Regions from separate parts of the Mus musculus genome. Here region 2 is linked to region 1. A link is a contact called in public HiChIP or PLAC-seq data. All regions are on one chromosome and are shown on one strand. The core of a region is the stretch at or near the end of the contact, and the rest is flanking DNA. Distances in the headings are between cores, read along the strand shown.

What was found. HiChIP or PLAC-seq counts read pairs in DNA pulled down with a chosen protein or histone mark.
Region 2: an H3K4me3 HiChIP or PLAC-seq map of embryonic limb bud shows a contact between it and region 1, with 4 times the contacts expected there. The contact joins two enhancer-like sites. A contact is called at or near these places in 1 of 484 Hi-C or Micro-C datasets (uterus) and 2 of 115 datasets of contacts at active chromatin or transcription factors (embryonic limb bud and oligodendrocyte precursor cells).

The regions. Positions count from the first base shown.
Region 1 is chr8:79,915,507-79,920,151 of GRCm38.p6, reverse strand. No RefSeq gene overlaps it. Among named protein-coding and RNA genes, the nearest start is that of Gm30494, 81 kb to the right of the region's middle. Within about 2 kb of position 2,686, at least 6 of the 459 cell types and tissues checked have an H3K27ac peak or open chromatin away from gene starts, as enhancers often do. A contact at or near this core is called in embryonic limb bud, where this site is marked.
Region 2 is chr8:80,312,884-80,317,528 of GRCm38.p6, reverse strand. Gm30605 (predicted gene, 30605) reads left to right here. Exons shown (of 4, transcript NR_168035.1): 4 at 4,127-4,456. Among named protein-coding and RNA genes, the nearest start is that of Gm39208, 30 kb to the right of the region's middle. RefSeq lists an enhancer at 2,078-3,184. Within about 2 kb of position 2,023, at least 145 of the 459 cell types and tissues checked have an H3K27ac peak or open chromatin away from gene starts, as enhancers often do. A contact at or near this core is called in embryonic limb bud, where this site is marked.

The DNA.
Region 1 (4,645 bases), core at 1,437-3,936:
AGTCAGGACATGAGCATCATAGTGCACACAAGTCAGGACATGTGCATCAGAGTGCACACAAGTCAGGACATGCCCATCAGAGTGCACACAAGTCAGGACATGAGCATCAGAGTGCACACAAGTCAGGACATGAGCATCAGAGTGCACACAAGTCAGGACATGCCCATCAGAGTGCACACAAGTCAGGACATGAGCATCAGAGTGCACACAAGTCAGGACATGTGCATCAGAGTGCACACAAGTCAGGACATGTGCACCAGAGTGCACACAAGTCAGGACATGAGCATCAGAGTGCACACAAGTCAGGACATGAGCATCAGAGTGCACACAAGTCAGGACATGTGCACCAGAGTGCACACAAGTCAGGACATGTGCACCAGAGTGCACACAAGTCAGGACATGAGCATCAGAGTGCACACAAGTCAGGACATGAGCATCAGAGTGCACACAAGTCAGGACATGAGCATCAGAGTGCACACAAGTCAGGACATGTGCACCAGAGTGCACACAAGTCAGGACATGTGCATCAGAGTGCACACAAGTCAGGACATGAGCATCAGAGTGCACACAAGTCAGGACATGAGCATCAGAGTGCACACAAGTCAGGACATGTGCATCAGAGTGTACACAAGTCAGGACATGTGCATCAGAGTGCACACAAGTCAGGACATGTGCATCAGAGTGCACACAAGTCACAACATGTGCATCAGAGTGCACACAAGTCAGGATATGTGCATCAGAGTATACCCAAGTCACAACATGTGCATCAGAGTGCACACAAGTCAGGACATGTGCATCAGAGTGCACACAGTAAAAAGGCTTTTTTCTTTCAGGAACTATTGAGGTCATCAAGAGGAAGTGTTGCTTCACTCACCACGAAGATGGTTCTTCACATGCCAACCAAAAGTGAACACAAAGACATCCTATTTTCCCCCAAATTCCAGCTCTAGGAGGATGCTCCAAGGAGATTCACATATGCATACCCCAAAAAATATTTTTTAAATTATTACATTTTTGTAAGATCTTAAAATTAGAAACAACCTAAATAAAATCAGAATGGATAAACTGAGTTCTATGTGTATCATGGCGTGCCACACAGCTGTTAAATGAGCCATAATTGGAAGAGTCCCCACAGAACTAACAATAAAGAAAAAGAAATAAGGCAGGAAAGTGAATGTATTTATGACTATATTTAGAAGAACTCCCTGGTGGTGATGGCTAGAACTATGCTTACATCTAGGAAGGGGTTGTAGTGGGAAGGGAGGGGTCAAACAAGCTGATGGGGCTTTCTTTGTATCTGTACTTTGGTTACACAGGTGTGCTCACCCAATATTGCAAGAATACTTTCAGAAATATTGATAATACAGGAAATAAAACAGATGACCTTAAGAGCAGATGGTTCAACCTATTACCATTAAACAGATGCAAGTTCAGGATGAGTAGTGAGTCTCCAGGAGACACTCCCTGCTGTAATGTGGTACCTTGCAGCAGCCCCCAAAGACACCAGGGCCCACCTCTCTGCAGTGTCTGAAAGTGTGTGCCAGAATAGTTCTGTTCCCTTTCTTTACTCTTTCCCAAGTAATCAAAAGAAATTATATGTTACAAATGTGAAAACACCAAGAAAAACTTAGTATTTTCTTTAAAGAGTAATGAAGAAAGGTCCAGGGAGACCGCTAAAACAGAAAAGTGCCTGCAGGCGTGGGTTCCTGGGTTCTGATCCTTAACACCAAGGTTTTAAAAAAAAAATGTTCCCTCAAGGCTGAGGCCATGAAGACAGACAACTCCCTGGGTCTCATTAGCCAGCCAGTGTAGGAAACCAGTAGTCTACAGACTGAGAGACTGCGCCTCAAAAGTAAGGGGGAGACTAGTCAAGGAACACTTCTGATTCTGACCACTGGCCTAGACACACGTACACACGTGTATCCACACACTGACCGTAATGCATACACACATGTACACACACCAAGAAAAGCACAGAGATACACATAAACCCACTAACACATGCACACATACACACATACAAGCACAGCCATAGACATTCTTCATATCTGGGTCACTGGGCATCCTATAACAAGAAAAAAGGAGATGTTAAAAGGAAATGGAAGGCTCAGGTTTATGATTAGGCGACAGGTATATCTGTCTTGTAGACACGAGTTCTGACACACCTAATCAACTGCTTGAGCTCAGACAGGAATGAAAGATACCATTGGAGTAGCTAAAATTAAAGTGAATGCTTTTTAAATCTTTTAGCTCCTTTTATAAAGGTAGACTTTGAAAAACTTCATTTTGTGAGGTATTCAATGGGGACCTGGAAAACTGCTCTTAGCATTTTAACATAAATTAAAAATCATTTAAGCAGACCTCTATTCAGCTCCTGCCAACTGCACATTTATTTTTCTGGTCAAGGAGGCTTTGCTATTGCAAACAGAGGGGGAAATGAAGGCATTAGAACTTGGGCATATCAGTTAAAAAAAGAAAGGAGTGAATGTGGATATTGGATTAAGTTAGTCTCACGGCCACAGTTTCATTTTTGTAGGCAAGAAACTGCCCCCTCTCCCCTCCCCAGCAGGGCTCGCTTTAAACCTTGCTGCAGATTTAGGTTGCAGGGTCTGGAAGGGTTGCAGGTGTGAAAATAAAGCGCAGAACCTATTGAGAGCTCCGTGGGTGAGCCCCCACAGCTGCAGGAGCTAGGTGAGGAGGGAGCTGGTCCCACCTGGATGGAGGGCTGAGAGACTCCGCTCTGAATAAGCAACACCATACAAGTGGGGGATGGGAGACTGGGAAATGGAAGCTAAAACATTACTTGCTAATTCTAAACATGTGTAGCCTGTGCATCGGTGAGTTGAGGTTGGCAGAGGGTAAAACACAACCTCGGTGACAGCTATATTGACTTTTCCACTGGCCCCCACTTTGGAGTCTCCATTTCCTAATTCCGAAACAACAGAGAGGGTAGTCATCTCTCGTGTCTGAATACACTTGACATCCGTGTTTTCATTGAGAGACGCTCATCCTCTCTGGGCCTGCAAACCATCAGTCTCACTCGGGCCCACAGCCTGGAGAAATTTATAGATCCACAGTCTGGTGGAGTCAAAGACCACAGGCTGCACCTCTTCCTTTCCTTCTTGGCTCCCTCCCCTTCCCAAGCACAAGCAGCATCAGAATAGAATGTGGCACCAGTGGCTCCACTCCACCCATTTTCTCCTATTAATAGAATATGGCATGGCAGAGGAAAACCCATGAATGTCAAGTCAACAGCTAACTTGGTTCAAGATGGCCCATCCGGAGTCAAAGTCGATCAAGAGTCTCTCCATCAAAGGGATAAGGGGAACTGGGAAAGAATGTTGCCAACTACATAATTAACAATAATAATAATAATAATAATAATAATAATAATAATTTGTCTTCTCCAATTGGAGGTGGGTATAATGCACATCCATATAAGTATTTACCATAATACCTTCCAATGTTTAAAAATGTATTTCAAATTATATATGTATGTGTGTATCACATATACATATATATATATATATTTCACATATATAGAGAAAGAGATTTAGATAGATATAGCTATAGATAGATAGAGATATAGATAGAGGTAGAGGTAGAGATAGAGGTAGAGACAGAGACAGAGACAGAGACAGAATTTACATTATCCAAAATGCTTTCTTAGCTTGAAATGGGACATAAGGTGACTAAGTAAATTATCCCTGTGTACAAGCAAATAGAAAGACAGGTTAGCCCAACAACACTTTCCCAAGCTGTATGCCATGAAGGCAAAAACATCATCTGTTAGTACTCCGTGTCTTCTCACAGTACCAGCCCATGTCTTGTCCCATTTGTCAACATCTGAAAACATAAGTATCACATTTTCAGGATTCTTTTGAGGTTAAAGGTCTATGTATGATCTAGATTCTGACTGTGTGCCATCTCATGGCATTCAGGAGGCAGAGAGGGGTAGAAGCCAGCTTTTCACGGCTATGATGGCTAATGAAACTAAAAATCCAGAGAACAGTTCAGGAAAACCTTCAGAACCCAGTTTCCATGGTCACGTAGGATACCTCCACCAAAGTGGTGATAAGTAACCCTTCCTTGAATCCTACAGCAGTGAAAAGACTGTGTGTCTGATGTCACTCATCAGTGGACTGTGCATTACCAGGTACACCAACTATCTGTCTGCTTGACGTTGGCTTGAAACGCTGGAAGCAACATCAGACAGCAACTTGGACTAAACAAACAATATCACACAGCAAGTTGGACTTACTCTTATTTATGTAAGGAAAGACTACTGATGGGTTGTCCACCTCAGAGAAACAGAAACACATTTACACATATCAGAGAGATTTGGGGGTGTTCTATCCTTGACTGAGAGCAGGTGTGACCTGGAAAAGAATATGAAATGGTTTTTATAGATAATAAATTTAAAATACAAGTGTCTACTTATATCAGTCTACAAACAGAATAGGAGAATGGGCATCTGTAAATTTCAAGTAATTTAGCTAGAAAGTGGGAATGAGCTGTTCTACTAGAGATAGACTCTTGAGTATAAGTAAATCTGAGTAGAAAACCAGATACAGGAAGGATGTCTGTAGAAATTCTAACAATGCACAGAAGGTCTTCTCAAAGAAGTGAAATGGGAATGATTTAG
Region 2 (4,645 bases), core at 774-3,273, 400 kb before region 1:
ACTCTCAGATTCCCCAGAGTCTGTCATTCATACACACACACATACACACACACACACACACACACACACACACACACACACACATATATATATATATATATATATATATATATATATATATATGAGACAAATTCTGTCTGGCACAAGGATCATTTCTGGTGGTTTTCAGTTGATTTAAGCTGCAAATGCTGGACAACCGAGTAATGTAGCTTTTTATTTGTTTGTTTGTTTTAATACATACACATATATGTATGTATACACACACACAAACATATGCATACAAACACATAATTTTCCATGGAGTTAAGCATATGATTACTGAAAAGTTACTGAATAGTGCACATTTTCTATGTACTCCTTCTGTATGGAGAGTTCTAAAAGTCATAGCTCTTGTAACCAGTTATGCTATATTGATCCAAACTAAGAGAACAACACTAGGACACTTCTGGAAACTAAATGCTAAATGGCAAGCCATACTCAGATTCTCCAGGGTCTGTCCTAAGGTTCTTCTCTGGTTCAAAGAATTGATCCAGGATATTATAATAAACTGTATTGAGGTTCGTCTTGGTTTTAAGTGAAGTCTTTCTCAGGACTCAGTTGATGCCCTACTGATACATCACCACTTTTGTAAAGAAGACCTCCTCTTTGGGTTCTGTAATATGCAGAGAAGAGGGTAGACAGCGGGTGGAGAGGGAAGAAGGGAGTACCCCTGATGGTTTTATTTTTGAATCTACCTGCAGAATGAGTCAGAAAAGTGGTTTTCCTGACCTGCCTATCTTCTCAGGCCTGAGGGGGGGAAAGGTCAAGTACTCTCTCTTGATGACTTTGTTAATCTCTAGAGACTCAATGGCTATTCACCCGGATCAGCCCTGGGTTACTATTTACATGTCTCAGTTGGGAAAAATGAAGGCCTGCCTTGCAGAATAACTGCTTAGGAGCACAGAAGCAAATCTCACACATAGGACCAAGCTGAAGGCTTTAAAGGAGACAGATACAACTCAGACTTGAAGCCCAGCACAGTGATGAGACTTGTTAGAAGAAAGGGTGGTTTGCCAAGATGGCAAGAAAATATTGTGTGTATGTATATGCCCACGCACAAGTTCGTGTGTGTCTACATGTGTGTGTAGGTATATGTATATATGTGTTTACAGAAGGCACAGGACTTTATGAAATGCCTTCCTCAGCCTGTCTCCTTCTTTCATGAGACAGGTCTCACAAGGTCTCTCACTGCACCCAGAACTTGAGCATTGTCTAGATTGGCTGGCCAGGAAACCCCAGGGATTCTCTGTTTCTCTCTTCTATGTGCTGCTCTCACAGATGCACGCCTCCACATCAGCCCTTTTAACATGGATGTTGGGGTTTAGAACTCAGGTCTCAGTCCGTGCATGACAAGTACTTTACTGACTGAACCATCTCCCTATTCCCCTCTACCCCAAGAAAATGTTTCTGCAAAGAAATATTTAGAACAGAAACTGAACATGAAGGCTCTCGGTGTGTTTGGGAAGGTGAGAAGGTGTCCCAACCCCCACAATTGACAAATCCCGGCTGGCACAAGGATCATTTCTGGTGATTTTCATTTGATTTAAGCTGCATTACTCGGACAACCGAGTAATGTAGCTTATTTGTTTGTTTGTTTTAATGCATATGAGATCTGCAAGCCAGTGCCTTGCTGGGTGCTCTCTCTGGATCTTGAGGTCTAAACTGTCTTGGATGGAGGAACATTCAGAGAGAGTTAGCTGCATTTTGGACCCAGGATCCTGAGCTACAGACATCAAAGTGAGCGGCTTCTCCGTTCTGCACCAGCAGACGTGCTGGAGGTTGAACGGCAGGTATTACAGCCCGGTAATGATCATTCATCTTAGTCACAATCGCAAAGAGCTTTCCATGCCTCCCTCCCTCCTCGTGCCTCCCTTGCCTCCTCCGTTCAACCCCTTCCCTCACAATCCACACGAAGCAAAATGTGCTCATTCCTTTGCCCCAGTAATGCCAGCAATGATGCTGTTGGGGGCGGGGCAGGGTTCTCGGATCAAAGAAGCCTCTCGAGCAGTGCCCTGTGTGGGAAAGGAGCCTCACTCCCCAGCCTGCCTCTCTTACTTTCTCTCTCCACACCAGGCATTCTTTTATCGGTTCAAATTAACATTAAAGAACAATAACCAAGTGATTCAGGACTGCAACCCGACAAACAAACAAACCAAAACCTGGGATCCTTCCACAATAAAACTCCATAGAATGCAAGAAACTGGCACATTTTAAAATGACTCTTTATTAACAGAGGAAAAGAAAAAAAAATCATATGAGGTAAATCCTTCACCAAGCAACTCACCAGGGAGCCTGGTAAAAATAAATTGCACAGCCTTAATTTTTCTAGCAGCTTCCATGCTAATTCTTTGAAACTGAGTACGAAGCCCTTGGCCTAATCCCAAGAGCCGCGCTATAGTAAATAGTGCACATTTAATGCCGAGGTTCCTTTTAGCACCATTCAGACAGTGACTTCAGCTGCACAGCTTAGTCATAGCAGACATTTTTGTGGTGAAAGCATTAAACCCACATGCAGCTCTTTTTCTGTGGTCACTGGGGGTCATGCTCCTTCCCCATTAGCTGAATAAATCATAAAGTCGGCTTGGACCACCCAAGGAGCACGGCCAGCATGCCGCAGGCAGTGCCTACAGCTTGCTATTTCTTTTCAGAATCTACAGGGGGAAAAAAAAGAAGCAGAAAAAGAAAAACAAGGTGGAAAACACACACACACACACACACACACACACACACACACACACACACACAGACTGGCCATAGGAAAACATTTTCTTTTAAATTGCAATATCTTTGCAAATAATTTTTTTTCTTGTATAGTTTTTTTTAAATCTATGTTGTTAAAAACAAAAGAAGCTTAAGAAGAAAGTTAGTTGAAAAACTAAAGCCACACGCATGCCTCCTGTCATAAACTACAGTTGGACGGATTTTATTGTTGTTGTTTTCTGTTGATTTTAAATTAAGGGAGCCCACCCTGTGTGGCCGGCCTCTGATAAGACACATAGCAGATGCAACGGGGGAGCTGTGCATCCGGCAAACTGACAAGGCCAAAGGGATTTAACAAGGAAGCCACCGTGTTGTCTAATGTCCCCTGTGTCAAGTGATTCACTCCTTCAGGGGTGGGGGCGGTGGACTGGGAGGAAGGTCTTGCAGGCCCCATTCCCATCCGTCAGTAAATAAGATAAGAAACAGGAATTTTAAACACAACTATTAGCAGGCAACTGCTATCACTTCAACAAACCACAGCTCCTTAGGCTGAGCAGTTTCTTCAAGGGGACAAGAGGGGGGCCAGAGGAAGACATCGATGCTTTTATCGAGCGCATGAGCATTTAAAAAAGTGCACTGACTCAGAATTCTGACCAGCATTGTCTGCTGTAATTCTCTCCTCAACCTCCGGGCTATCACTTCCCTAACACCAAGGGAAATTGGGCAAGAAGATGGGCTTACAGTTCTTCAGAGGTTCTTAGTCCCTCAGCCTTCTGTGTGCTGAAGGAATCTGGTGCCAAGTGACCAAATGGCCTGTCTTCCTGAGCAGGCCTCCCTGGGCTCTCAGGAACTTGGAGAAGAAGGTTCCAATGTGTCTGTAAATCTGCAACTGGTTTCTTAGGAAAATGGCCATCAACAAATAGATTATTTACCCTTTGCTTCATGTCAAGATAATCCATGTAATTTCTCCCTGAGTGTTCCTGCAAAGCTTTTTCTAGAGTGTTCTAAGTAAGCCCTCATCGCCTCCAGAAAAGACAGTCTACCTGCCCAGCATAGGTTGGATTACTGGATCAAATAATCGAGGAACGTGAGTTCAAGTCTCTCAGTTGTGTGGGACTTAATACGGTCAGGTGTAAGGTCACCCTTAATCAGAGTCATCCTGTCTGGACGTTTCTAATGGTCAGAAGTCCACATCCTAAAACTCCAGCAAGAACCAGCTGACTCTTCCTGGTGATAACCTCCAGCCTGCTGTGAACTGGCTAATTAAAGATTTCATTTGCTAAGTCTGCTTTCCATAGTGACTCCAGGACACTGTAGACCAAGCCCCCCGCAAGCTTCCACTTGCCCTGTAGCCTGATTTTTCTTTCTCTTTTTTTCATACACACAGATTCCGTCTATTTGAGAACATCCTCAAGCAGATAGTCTGAGGCGCCCTTCCTTCCGAGGCAGAGTGCTTGGACCAGCTAGGAAGACAGCTGACACGCCTTATCTAGCTGCTTATCTGGGACCTTGTGGACTGCCCTTGGAAACAGAACCAAATCTGCCTAATCAAAATGGATGCAACATGGACAAAATGGCATGCCTCTGCATCTGTGGGGTCTCTGTACTGCAGCAGAGGCAAACAGTCCCAAAGAAAATAGTCCAAGCACAATAGAAACTCTACTGAAAACAGATGAGTGTTAAGAAATAAATTTGGAACAACCCCTTTCGTCATTAATAAGTATCAGTCAGTGGATTGTATGCTTAGCTCTTGAAATATCTGCAATTCTCTCACTCAGTCAGCCTCTGAATCGCCGTGAGTGCTCAAGCACGTATGTGCGTTAAGGTGTGTGTGTGTGTGTGTGTGTTCTGTGAATATACGTACATATATTTGGTTTTTTTAATTGAATATTTTATTTATTTACAT